Linked DNA regions of Ovis aries: region 2 is linked to region 1. A link is a contact called in public Hi-C data. All regions are on one chromosome and are shown on one strand. Each heading gives the region's core, a stretch centred on a gene start, on an enhancer-like site or on the middle of the called end of the contact. The rest is flanking DNA. Distances are from core to core; before and after follow the strand shown.

Evidence for each region. A called contact is a pair of places that touch in the nucleus more often than the background predicts.
Region 2: a contact with region 1 is called in a Hi-C map of hypothalamus, with 5 times the contacts expected there. The contact joins the enhancer-like site here to the promoter of ZFAT in region 1. A contact is called at or near these places in 6 of 16 Hi-C or Micro-C datasets (blood, hypothalamus, muscle and 3 more).

The regions. Positions count from the first base shown.
Region 1 is chr9:20,193,343-20,199,742 of ARS-UI_Ramb_v3.0, reverse strand. It overlaps ZFAT (zinc finger and AT-hook domain containing), which reads right to left and starts at 3,805. Exons shown (of 15, transcript XM_042254054.2): 1 at 3,594-3,805. The coding sequence starts at 3,768.
Region 2 is chr9:21,037,499-21,044,146 of ARS-UI_Ramb_v3.0, reverse strand. It overlaps ST3GAL1 (ST3 beta-galactoside alpha-2,3-sialyltransferase 1), which reads right to left. Exons shown (of 9, transcript XM_060419995.1): 5 at 5,419-5,615; 6 at 4,265-4,444; 7 at 3,080-3,125; 8 at 1,056-1,175. Among named protein-coding and RNA genes, the nearest start is that of ST3GAL1, 81 kb to the right of the region's middle. Within about 2 kb of position 3,661, at least 21 of the 54 cell types and tissues checked have an H3K27ac peak or open chromatin away from gene starts, as enhancers often do. A contact at or near this core is called in hypothalamus and tail adipose tissue, where this site is marked.

The DNA of each region.
Region 1 (6,400 bases), core at 2,556-5,055:
CCCAGCACAGTCAAACAAAGGGAAATAAATTTTTCTAAGGTGACTCCACTTAAAAAAAAAACAAACTATAACTTCAAACCTGTAATAAGTTTTTAATATGACTATTTGCTTCACTCTCAGATTTTTTTTCTTAAAAAAAAAAAAATCAGTCAACATCTGTCACACTTTTCCAACCACAAATGTTTTCAAGAAGCAAGCAGGTGACAAAGCACTAGGCTACAGGGCGGACAGACTGGGTCTGGATGAAAGCGATGAAGAGCAGGACCACCAGCCTCCAGGGCACTGGCCTGGGCGGTGGGCAGGAGTGAGTCTCCTGCAGATTCCCAAGAGTTACATGACTCCCCTCAGGTCAGGAATCTGGTGAGAGCAGATCCCAGGCCCCAGAGCACATGTTCATTCTACCCTCCAGGCCGTTCCAGCCCTTAAAGTTGATACCTGCCCTTGAGGAATTGCAAAGACAGTGAAAGTTTAACAGGGTAAACAGTTGAGAACAAAAAGAAAACTTAACTCCAGGCTAAATCCCTTCTACATAATTAAACCAGCTCCTCTCACTGGGGAGGTTTGCAGAAGCAGCCTGCATGAAACTGTCTATAAAAGGAAGTGCAATTACGGGAGTCTTTTTAATATATCTAATTCCTGACTGCCCTTGCCTTAGGCAGAAACTTAATTCTACTGAAGGATAGCTGTCTTTGGAAAGTTGTTAGGTAAACTGTAAGGTAACACAGGAATCATTGTTCTACAAGGTGAATGGACTGAGAAGGGAGCAGTGTGGTAGTAGGCAGATCTCCATTTCAAGGCGGTGATCATCATGGCGGGCTCACCGCCTAGAAGCTGCACCTTAGAGACCAGATGCGACTCCACCTTATCATTTATTGCACTCACTCTCCTGCTGTGACCCAACAACCAAGCAGAGCAGGAGACTCTTTACAGGAATTAGAGATGGCAAGTTAACAGCAATAAATTCTAAAACATGATCTCTGTCACTTACAGCTGAAAATTCAAGGCGACTACAACAATGTCCAGGATTGTTTTTAGAAACTGTTAGGTAAACTCCAGAAGAGAAGTGGGCGGTACACGCCATGTATCTATACTTGGGAGAAGGGAAGCACCAAACAAAGTTCAGTAGGGAAGATCAAGTCTGACTCCACATAGGATCTGTTTCTAATACTTTAACCTTTCTATTCTATTGCTCTTGCTACCAGTTGAGAAACATTGCCTACAGCCTGAAATATACAGAACGGCCCCTTCTCAAGGCTCTGACCTTTAAAGTACAACACTTTTCCATTCCTACAGATAAAAACTTGCAGAACAGAGAATAACATTTATCTTGGAGGTTTATAGAACATTGTAACCAGACCTAGGAGCACGGGTGCAAGAACTAAGGATTCAGATATCAAGAAGTGCATCAACCAACCACTCCCCCTCTCCCCTTTTATTATAAAAGAAGGCTGAATTCTAACTCAGGTACAATTGTGCTTTGGGACACTGGTCCATCATCTTCTCCAGCTGCTGGCTTTCCAAATAAACTCACTGTTCCTTGCCCAGCAGTTCATCTATTGATTCATTTATTGACGCATCGTGTGGCAAGCAGTACGGGTTTTGGATTTGGTAACATCATTATTGTCAGAAAGCATGCCTGGTATAGTTCACAGCTCCTGAGGATCTGGGTCTGCTCCGTCATCACATTCACACACACTACACACACACACACACACACACACACACACACTTTACTGTACTGGCTCTCCTGAGGATCTGGGTCTGCTCCGTCATCACATTCACACACACACACACACACACACACACACACACACTTTACTGTACTGGCTCTCCTGAGGATCTGGGTCTGCTCCGTCATCACATTCACACACACACACACACACACTTACTGTACTGTACTGGCTCTCCTTGTCGGAATCTGACACAGTGGTATGAGGGCAGGACCAAGGGTCCAAGGGCTCTTTACTCATCCCTGCCTGACATGTAGAGAGTAGTATCACCAATGCTTCAACTGAAGAATCCACGAAATGTGCCCCTGGCGTCTGGGCACCAAATACCATACATAAGCTCAAATGCCTTCGGCAACCCTCAGTACTGCGGACACTCCGTGTAACTGCTTCAATATGGTTATAGGCTCAGAAGTTGATGCTGGAGGGGCCGTTGTTGAGGGTAAACCCTATGACACTAAGTGTTAATTGCTTAGTCATGTCCAACTATTAGGGACCTCCTGTACTGTAGCCCACCAGGATCCTCTGTCCATGGGATTTTCCAGGCAAGAATACTGGAGTGGGTTGCCATTCCCTACTCCAGGGGATCTTCCAGACCCAGGGATCGAACCCGGGTCTTATGCACTGTAGGCAGATTCTTTCCAGTCTGAGTCACCATATGACACCAAGCTTATACCAATATTTCTGAAGTCACTGGGCTCTGCCATGGAACCAGGCTGGAAGGGGCAGGAGGTGGTCAGTGCAGCCAGGCATTCACTCTTCCCTTCGATAAAGGTACCCTACAGCAGCCACTGGAGGCCAGGCACTTGAACCTCCAGGAGCCAGAAGTACAAGCCGTACAGCCACTCCGAAGTCTGGATTTCATCCCAAGCTGGAGGAAGTTGATTTTTAAAGCCTCAGTTCTGCCATTTCCAAACTGTATGAAGTTGACCTCTCCGAACTTTTGTTCCTCGTCAGTAAACGACATACAAATTAGAACTGTTGGTAGAAACGGAGAGGCAGGAAGCGCGAGGTCAGTGCCCCAGTGCAGACGCTTCTTGTTAACCACGCAGGAAAGAGCCCCAGGCTCAGTGTCAAGCGGCTCCAGCCAGGTGTTCAGAAGATCCATCCTGCTCTTGCGTCCACGGGCAGAAAGGCTGCTTCCCCCTCGCCCAGAAGCCAGAGACGGATGGCTGCCTGGAGGAGGTGGCATTTCAGTTTAACTTTAACGGGTGAGGACCAAGGGGCCCGCAGGGCTAGGCGGCAGGTAGAGGATAAATTACAGTTTATCACAGGATGTTACAGGGTTACCGGCAGTCAGAACGCTAATAATCTCTGACGTTTATCGCTCCCTCTTCAGGACACAAAGAAACTTTCCTTCAGCAGCTCGGTGGAACCCTGTCCCTCAACACATCCTGCCCAAGGAACGTGGGTCTGAAGGAGCTACCCAATTCACGGAGAAGGAAACTGAGGGCAGGCAAGAAGGAGGAGAAGCGGCCAAAGAGTCGGCGGCGCGGGGATTCGAACAGCCCGCCCACCGGCACGCCTGCGCTCGGTCGCTGGCGCGCACCCCGGCCCCACCCGTTGCCCTGGAAACGGCCACGCGCACGCGCACGCGCGCGCGCACTGCCTTCCCTCGCTCGTTCTTCCGGAGCATCCTCGTTACTTTTTTTCTCAATAAAAACCCGAGGCGGCGGGATACTGCCAGCGACCGAACGTGCTGTCGAAGGACGCCGCTACGTCCGCTCTCCGCCCGGGGCCGCGAATCCCTCCGCCGCCCAGCGGCCCGCGCGCTCCTTCCCGACTCCGAGCTCGCAACGGCTTCCCGCGCGCCGCGCCGCGCCCCACCCCCACCCTATCCCCACCCCAACCCCCAGCCCGGCTCACCTGCCGCCCGCGTCTCCATGGCAACGCCCCCGCCGCGGAGGGAAAAAAAAGCGTCGGGCTCTTCCGGGCCCCCTCCCGCGCCGACCGAGAAGGCGGGGCGCCCCACTGATGCTTCGCTTTTTATTTTTATTTTTTTAAGAAAAGAGCCGGCGCGGTTATGGCGAATCTGCGGCATCCAACATGGCGGATGGAGTCTTCGCCCTCCTCTTCCCGGGGCGCTGACGTCGGCGTCGCGGACGTCAGGCTCGGATGACCCTCCCCCCAAGCGGCGAGAGCGGCCGGGCGGGCCGGGCTACTGCGCGTGCGCGGACTCGGTGTCCTGGCTTCGCTATCCGGTTCCGCGGATATGCCGGCTCCGCGTTTTGAGCCTCTCCCGAAAGGGGGCTCACCGGAGGCCGGGAGTGAGGATTGCAGGAGCGCAAGTCTGCCCTGCTCTGCCCGGAGCCGGCGTCTGCCAGTCACCCTCATCCTTGGACCGCACCGGGCTGGACGAAGGAGTTTCAGCTCTCTTGTCCCAGTTCGCAGCGATATGACTTTTCTTGGCTTTCATTTATTTACTAATTTATCAATCGGGGCGGTCACAGCCGGCCTCACTCTTTCCAAGGTTGCACTGTTTGCAGATGCTTTGCGCTAGGAGTCAGTTCAGTTCAGTCGCTCAGTCGTGTCCGACTCTGCACTGCAGCGCGCCAGGCCTCCCTGTCCATCACCAACTCCGGAGTTTATGCAAACTCCTGTCCATCGAATCGGTGATGCCATCCAACTATCTCATCCTCTGTTGTCCCCTTCTCCTGCCTTCAATCTCTCCCAGCATCAGTGTCTTTTCCAGTGAGTCAGTTCTTCGCATCAGGTAGCCAAAGGATTGGAGCGTCAGCTTAGATTTAGTCTTACAGATAGAATTCAGCAGCTGGAACCCCCTCGACCGAGCGCCTGACTTCTCTCCGCGCTCCAGACTATCTTGCAGAAAGTGTCGGCTGGCTGTGAGCCCGCCACCCCATCACTTACCCTCTCCCTGAATCTGGCTCGCAGCCTTCTCTCTGCAAGCCGCAGCATCTGCTTGACTTGTAATGACCTCCTTTTCCTTTTCGGTCTACCACTTTCTTCAGATCTCAGCTCAAATGACATACTGTAGCGGGCCCTGCCGGGCCACCCCATCCAAAGGAACCTTCCTAAGTCACTTTCTGTTTTCTCCGTAGGATTTATTACTGTCTGACAGTAATTTATCCCGATATCGTCCGGGTCACCCCTTTGGCCACCAAAACTAGGAACAGCCTGACAGTGATTTATTAAATTAATGAGTTCCTGTTGCTTTTGTTTTAAAAGGTTAGCTTCTGTTTATAGCAAATAACGTCTTTCATTTATGGTAGTAATCGTGTAAAGTTTTCTTTTTAAATCCAACTTGTTTACATTTTCTAAAATCAGTCGACTTAAAATCTTTTATGTGGTAACAGAGATAAGGTAAAATAAATGTAAACGTGAACTTGAAGTGAGAAATTTGGGAAATACTGATTTGTTTTTCTGGTTCTCCTGAAATGCTAATCTTTGCCTGTTATAAGCCTTTTCCTGAAATAACCTCCCCTCCTTGCGGCTCAGTTTAAGGAATTCTCTTTCAGCTCATGACTGTTCCCACACTCCTGCTCACACTTCGGGCCTGCACCATCCCAAGCCCACTGAATTTATCTGTTTGCACAGCCCCCTCCCAGTGATCTAGACCATGAACTTCTTGAGCACAGGAGCCACGCAGATTTTTTTTTTTAATCTTTGTTTCCCAGCTCCTACTGCAGTGTTACTCAGTGAACACTTTGGTTCTCATTGGCACTTGTTTTACAGTTAGTAAAACTCCCACGAACATCCCACAACTCTGGGAGATGGTGAGGGACAGTTCCCTGGCGTGCTGCAGTCCATGGGGTCGCGAAGAATTGGCCACGACATGGCGACTGAACAGCAGCACAGAGCATTGAGCTGGAAGACGATGCTTTGATTTATCGGGAAATTTGTCTTGCTCCTTAACCCTGTTCTTGGGAAATAGAGACCCAAGATTATAAGACCCCAAATTTACCCAGTCCATTAAATATATCTTAAGAGGTATCCCCCTACCCCTTCCTTTTATCTTCACAACAATAGGAGGGCTAAATTGGACAAATAAGAATATCCTTTTCAAGAAGAGAAAAATGTGCAGAGAGGTTAGGTGGCTTTCTGAGCTCACGCAGCAGGTCAGTGAAACCCCAGGTGTAGAACTGGACTCTCCATGCCCAATGCTCTCCCCACATCGCATGTGGGATGTGTCTACACTATCCACCCATTCCCAACAGGGCCACTTCAGGGCAATCCTAGGGTTATTGCAACACACCCACCGCCTCCCACAGTGCTTCCCAAGTCTCAAGATAGAAGGCTGAGTGGAACTCATCACAGTCTTTGATTTGCAAATGAACTGCTCAAAAAGCTGCACGGATGAGTGTTCCCTTTCAGACGGATAAATATTTGCAATAACCACTATTTTCCTGCGAATCGATTTCTGTCAGGAAATTAGAGTTATTCTGGGTTGCTGACAGTATTGGTTTTGTGCTGGGTTGCCTTTCTAGCAACAGCATTTAAATGTTACTTATTAATTAGCCAATGGGTTACTCCTCGATGTTGTGACCAAAATGAATTTTGGAAATGAAGCAATTTAAAATTTGTCTCAAAACCCAGTTGCCTCAGAATATTAACAAAGTCAAATTTAAAAAAAATAGTGGATTGTGAATGATATTCCTGAATTAATGATTTGGACAGCTATGATTTTCTCCGTTATTCTCATGGTATTTTCCTTC
Region 2 (6,648 bases), core at 2,412-4,911, 840 kb before region 1:
AGACCAGGAGACAGCTCTGTGCTGACTGCAGACTTTTCAGGAAACGCCAGCACGGCCCTGGCCACCCCAGGGCAGGAGGGAAGGGCACTCCTGAGGCAGAAGCCCATGTGCTCTGCGACCAGCAGACAGGAGGTGGGGGCTGCAGGGGGAGTCGAGAGGCAGATATGGTTTCTGGCAGGGACCCCAGGTTTCTGTGAAGGATGGGGGAGATGGTGACAGAGCACAGCTCCTACCTGCGATTTCCAGCTCTGAGCCGTGCAGGGGCAAGGACGGACCGTAGGTGACAAGAAGGGACACTGGGGGGCCTGCCTAAACCCGGGCCAGGGAGGAAGTTGGGGGGACTGTGGTCCCCTCCTGTTTCACTGCCCACAGGCAGTGAGCACCCCAGATCGCCGATGGAAACATGGGCACAGCCTGGCAGACAGCTAGGTGAGTCCATGATGGGGAAAGGCTGCTGCTGCTGCTGCTGCTGCTGCTAAGTCACGTCAGTCGTGTCCGACTCTGCGCGACCCCATAGACGGCAGCCCACCAGGCTCCCCTGTCCCTGGGATTCTCCAGGCAAGAACACTGGAGTGGGGTGCCACTGCCTTCTCCGGATGGGGAAAGGCATACTTGGCAGAATCACTGGTTCTCAGTCTTGGTGAGCAGAGGGACTCCTCGGTGCTGGGAGATCCCTTGGGTCCCTGGTCCCCAGCCAGCAGTTCCGGTGGAAGTGGGCTGTGGCCTGGGGTCTAGAATCTAGCTGCACAGATGATTCTAATGAGCAAACGAGATGGAAACCGAAGCCCCAGACAGCTCCCCCATTACAATCTGCTGCCTTATTCGGCCCCCAGGTCTGAGCTACCTGATGGGCCTGGCCCTGCCCAGGGAAGCTCCCACACCAGGAGAACACGGCTCCTTCCTGGAAGGTCCTATGGAGGAGACTGCAAGCCCCACCGTGGGGACAGGACCTGAGCTCCCAGAAAAGGCCTGGGGGTGGGGATGGAGGTCCTGACCGCAGGCCTCTCGCGGCCCCCTGGGGAACACGAGGCAGCGGGGGATGGGGTGCCTCCTACCTCATCACAGACGTGCAGTGAGAAGATAACCGACAGGATGCCGGTGGACGGGTACCGCCCGTGGCCCTGCAGCCAGCTGTCGAAGACGTACTTGATGAAGGCCGGGTGGTAAATCAGGATCTGCGGAGGGAAGGATGCGGCCCAGGGTGAGGGGCTGGGGGAGGACCCCAGGCACGCGTCAGGTGGCGCACGCTGCTGCGTCCACGGGGGACAGCAGTGCCCAGAGCTCATATCCCTACATGGGGGGTTGGGAGGGGTACGATCTAGTGGACAATATGGACCCTAACCTAAATCATGAAAGGCTGGGCTGGAGGAAGCACAAGCCTGAATCAAGATTGCAGGGGAAAATATCAATAACCTCAGATATGAAGAAGACACCACCCTTATGCTAGAAAGTGAAGAAGAACTAAAGAGCCTCTTGATGGAGGTGAAAGAGGAGAGTGAAAAAGCTGCCTTAAAACTCAACATTCAAAAAACCAAGATCATGGCATCCGGTCCCATCACTTCATGGCAAAAAGATAGGGAAACAATGGAAACAATTACAGGCTTTATTTTTGAGGGGTTCCAAAGTCACTGCAGATGGTGACTGCAGGCATGAAATTAAAAGATACTTGCTCCTTGGAATAAAAGCTATGACAAACCTAGACCACATTTTATAAAACAGAGACATTACTTTGCCAACAAAGGTCCGTATAGTCAAAGCTATGTTTTTTCCATTAGTCACGTATAGATATAAGAGTTGGACCATAAAGAAAGCTAAGCGCCGAAGAATTAATGCTTTTGAACTCGAACTGTGTTGGAGAAGACTCTTGAGAGTCCCTTGGACTGCAAAGAGATCAAACCAGTCCATCCTAGAGGAAATCAGCTGAAGCTCTAATACTTTGGCCACCTGATGCAAAGCACTGACTCACTGGAAAAGACCTGGATGCTGGGAAAGACTGAAGGCAGGAGGAGAAGGGGATGACGGAAGATGAGATGGTTGGATGGCATCACCAACTCAATAGACATGAGTTTGAGCAAGCTTGGGGAGTTGGTGATGGACAGGGAAGCCTGGAGTGCTACAGTCCATGGGGGTCGCAGAGGACTCACACTCACACGACTGAGTGACTGAGCTGAACTGAACCTAAATCACGGATGCACAGAGGATGCTGGAATAGAGGATGAGACCACAGAGAGAAAGAAAGCAGAGAAAGGTGAGGAAGGAATGGGTGAGAAGGCGGCATCTGAACAACAGTCAAGGAGGCCAGGAGCAGGACATGAGGCTGCAGGAGAAGGTTCCAAGGGAGCAGCATGGGCCTGGGACAAGGACACTGCTGGCACCCTGCAGGAAGACACCAAGCCACCTGTCTGGCCTGGCATGGGCCTGAATGACCTTCAGCCCCTAGAATGACCTCACATGCCAGCTGTCCCTCTCCTGTGTCACAGGTGGGGAAATCGAGGCTCAGAGACAATAAGTAACATGCTCAACGTCACATAGCCACCCCCGGGAGGACATCGGCACACAGCATCAGTGAACAAGCTGTGTGTCTCTGGGCAAGTTGCCTGGCCTCTCTGAACCTATCTCTTCATCTCCACGCAACACTTCACTTCCACCATCCCTTTGCCCTTTGCCCACATTTTACCCAACCCCACACCAGGGCCTACTGGGGAACACAGCGATACAGAGACAGGAGGTGAGGACTGGCTTTGAGATGCTCACACCATAGGGCAGTGGCTCTCAAACAGCGTCAGCATCCTTGGGGGGCTTGTAAAAACCCAGAGCTTCTGATTCAGCGGATCTGGGGCAGCCCAAGGATCTGCACTGGTGACAAGGGCTGGTCCAGGGTCCAGGTTTAAGGGAAACTTTCCAGGGCTCCTCTCTCTGCTCTCTAAGTGGGGGCCCACCCACTGCCGCCAACCCTGGGGGCCCAGGGGCTCTCTGCAGCCAGATGCGGGCAGAGTGGGGAGATGGCTCTCTCTGTCATCAGGCGGACCCTTGAAAGCGAGGCTGAGCTAGAGGGCAAGGCACCTGTGCTTTGACTCACCTTATTCTTTTTCACTTTGATCTTGGCGGGGACAGGAACGTAGGTACTGCAGGAGGAAAAGGCAGGTGCTTAGCATGGGGAGAGGGTCAGCTGCCTGGGCATCGGCTGGGGAGGAGAGGGCTGGAGATGCAGGTGGACCACGGGGAGGGGCGGGCGGGCCACCGGGAGAGGCGGGGGGCCACGGGGAGAGGCGGGCGGGCCACGGGGAGAAGCACTCTTCCACCAAGGGGCTCCACCTCCTGCAGTAGCCCATTATGGACACCAGAGGGCGATCGTGGCTAACTTGAGACCCTTCTGCGGAGGCCAAGCTGAGCCCTAGCTGATACAGCCCCTCCTCTGGCCAAGCCAGCTTCCCTCACTGCCCTGCACCCCGAATCCCTCGGGTTTCCTAACCAGGCCTCAGATAGGGAGGCTCTCAGCCATCTCGGCACTAAGCCCCTTTTCTTTTAGGCAGGAATGGGACCAAGTGCGAGCCTGGCCAAGCCTCCAGGTCTCCCTGGAGGACAGAGGTCATGAGGACTAGTGTGAGCTCAGCGAGACACGTGCCAAGCGGCCGGAACAAATCAGATGTGAACTAACTCGCCGATGGTCCAGGCAGGACCTGTGACTCACACCAGAGCCTACATGCTCCTCACCCAGTCTGCCTAGCAGCCGCTTTGACAGTGTGAGAGGCGGGGGGAGGGGGTGCTGTCATAATAGGGGAGCAGCACAGAGATGAGAAAGCTCAGCAGGGTCCACCTCCTGGGGGACTCGCAGGGTGATTGGGGAAGCAAGGGCAACCCACTCCAGTCTTCTTGCCTGGAGAATCCCCTGGACAGAGGAGCCTGGCGGGTTACAGACCACGGGGTCGCCGAGAGTAGGACACGACTGAGCAACTAACACTTTCACTTTTCACTTTGGGGAAGCAAACCCGAGAGGTCTATTGTGTTGTGGCTGGGGAGTCATGAGCAGGAGGAAGGCCAGAGCTCGGGGCATCGGGGTGATGGGAGGAGGGGTACGGGAAGAGCCGGAGGCAGCCTGGGAGCGGGGCTCTGCTGTCTAGGAGAGCCTGTCTCGGGAGGCAGGACAGCACGAGTGTGGCTGTAGCGGGTGGAGCCCCCACCACGGCAGGGGGCTCAGAGGCCCTCACTCAGCAAGGAGGAGCAGTGACCCCCTCCGCCGTGCAGACGCCTCAAGGGGACTTACTGGGAGATGGTGCCCGTGGTGGTGGCACTGATTACCCACTCCAGATCGACAGTCTTGAAGGGGACCAGGACCATGCTGACGTTCTCTGCCAGCTCCCTGAAGCTCTCCGGGTACACGAGGTGGTGGGTGGTCTTCCTCCCGACGTCGGCCTCAAACCCTGCAGTGGGGGCCTTGTTCATCCTGGGGGGAGAGGGGAGAGATGACAGGTATCATGTCACCATCAAAGGTGACTTAGAGGGTCAGCTTTAGCTCAGAGAGGCTGTGCTGTGTCTCACCTTCCTCATCTGTAGAATGGGCACAGGGAGGGCATAGGTCAGATGCTTTAGCTACTTTTTTCTCACGGATGATCTCAGGTGAGCCTAACCATCCCCACCACCAACAGCTGACTCTGTCCCGGTGCAGCGATGTACCTCATTGACCTTTAACGATAACTGGTATATGTATTTTATGGTCCTAATTTTATGGCCAAACTAATCTGAGCATAAAGAATTTATCCCAGAACATAAGAGCTACCCAGTGGCGGCCTTGAACTCAGGGCCTGTCAACCCTAAATCTGACTCTCTCCCCCTCACCACAGACATTCCCACTGGACACCAGTACACTGAGGCTCCCCGAGGCCAGGTGAGTGGTCTAAAGACATAAAGTCAGAGTCCACAGACATGGGGGACAGTTCTAGAAGGGGTCTGAGGATGGCTGCCTGAGTTTCTCATGCTGGGCACTGGTGCCCCGGGTCTGGCGCCTGGTGTTGGGGTGACGAGAAACCCAGGAGAGAGGTTGGCATCTTCCTGGAACATTCATTTTACTTGGAGACAGGGAAACCTATGTTTGCATTAGAAGCATAGGTTACATTATGGCCTGGATGGCCAAGCAGGGACGGACTGCAAAGATGAAACAAGAATCTCGTTAGTCTAGGCCTCCAGCCAGGCCGCTCCAGGCCGAGTTCCTGCCCACTGGGTGCTTCTCTCTGGGTTCAGAGAGGCCTTGCTGATTCATCCCCATCCTGCAATGCACATGGGGAAACTGAGGCCCTGGGGAAGTCTGGACTCCCCGACTGGAGTCCTGACCTCCTGACCCTGAGCCATGACGCCTGCTGCAGCTCCAGGGGCCCAGGTGGGGGCGGCGGGGTGGGCCAGGGGGCGAGGGCCCGCACTCACCTGAGCACAAAGTCGTGACTGTCTATCTGAGGCCCGTACCAGGACTCCCTCAGGTTGCCCGAGTTGCCCACGACGGCGCAGCGCCGGCAGCCCACGGAGCCCTTCTCCAGCAGGGGGTCCACGTCCCCGGGCACCACCTGGAACAGCTCCTTGATGGTGTCGTTCAGGTTATTAGGCTGCTTCTCCCGCTGGAGCTTCTGTGGGCAGAGGACGCGGGACGCAAGTCAGCCAGGCTGGACTCCGAGCTCCTCGGGGCTGGTGACCTGGCTCCTCCCGAGGCTCCTGGAGACAGAGCTCCACCTCCCCCACAGGAGCCACTCGGGGAGACAGGAAGGCCAGAGATCACTCATTCAGTCTACAAATGCTTCCTGAGCACCTGCTATGCTTGGTGGGTAAAGAATGTGCCTGAATGCAGGAGACCCAGGTTCAATCCCTGGGTCGGGAAGATCCCCTGGAGAAGGGCATGGCAACCCACTCCAGCAGTCTTGCCTGGAGAATCCCAAGGACAGAGGCTACAGTCCATAGAGTCACAAAGAGCGGACACAACTGAGCGAATGACACTTTCACTGTCATGAATGTGGTGCAGCTCCGGCCTCTTGAGACCGGGTGGTATGAGTGAGGCACCTGAAGAAAGGCCAGGTGACCCTTCGTGCCTGCCTCCCCTGCCTCGGCTCTGCTCCCCATCCTACCACTCGGCAGCCTCAGCCCAGGACCACTGGGGTCTGTCCAGACCTAAGAATCAGCGCTTCGCGGGATGCATCAAGGAGCTATTGTCTGCTTAACAAATTATTTTCATGTCCACACCCAAGGTCAACTACCCTGGGAATTCCCTGACCCCCAGGCGCGGGCAAACACTGGGTTTATCCTGAGGGCGACCAGCCACCTGGTTGGCCCAGGGTTAAGGAGTTTCCCTGACTTTTAATAATCTGCCTGCCAATGCAGGATACATGGGTTAGATCCCTGACCCAGGAAGATCCCCTGCAGGAGGAAATGGCAACCCACTCCAGCCTTCTTGCCGGGAGAATCCCACAGACAGAGGAGCCTGGCGGGCTACAGCCCACGGGGTCAGACACAGCTGAGCACTAGCACTGGGGGCTGGGCTCTCAGGGACGAACGTGGGGCGAGTGGGTACCCGTCTTGAGGCCCCCTCTGCCCACCCACGTCCGCCCACCACCTCTTGGGGAGCCTGGCCACACTGCACGGTGACCACACGCTGACACAGACCACTCC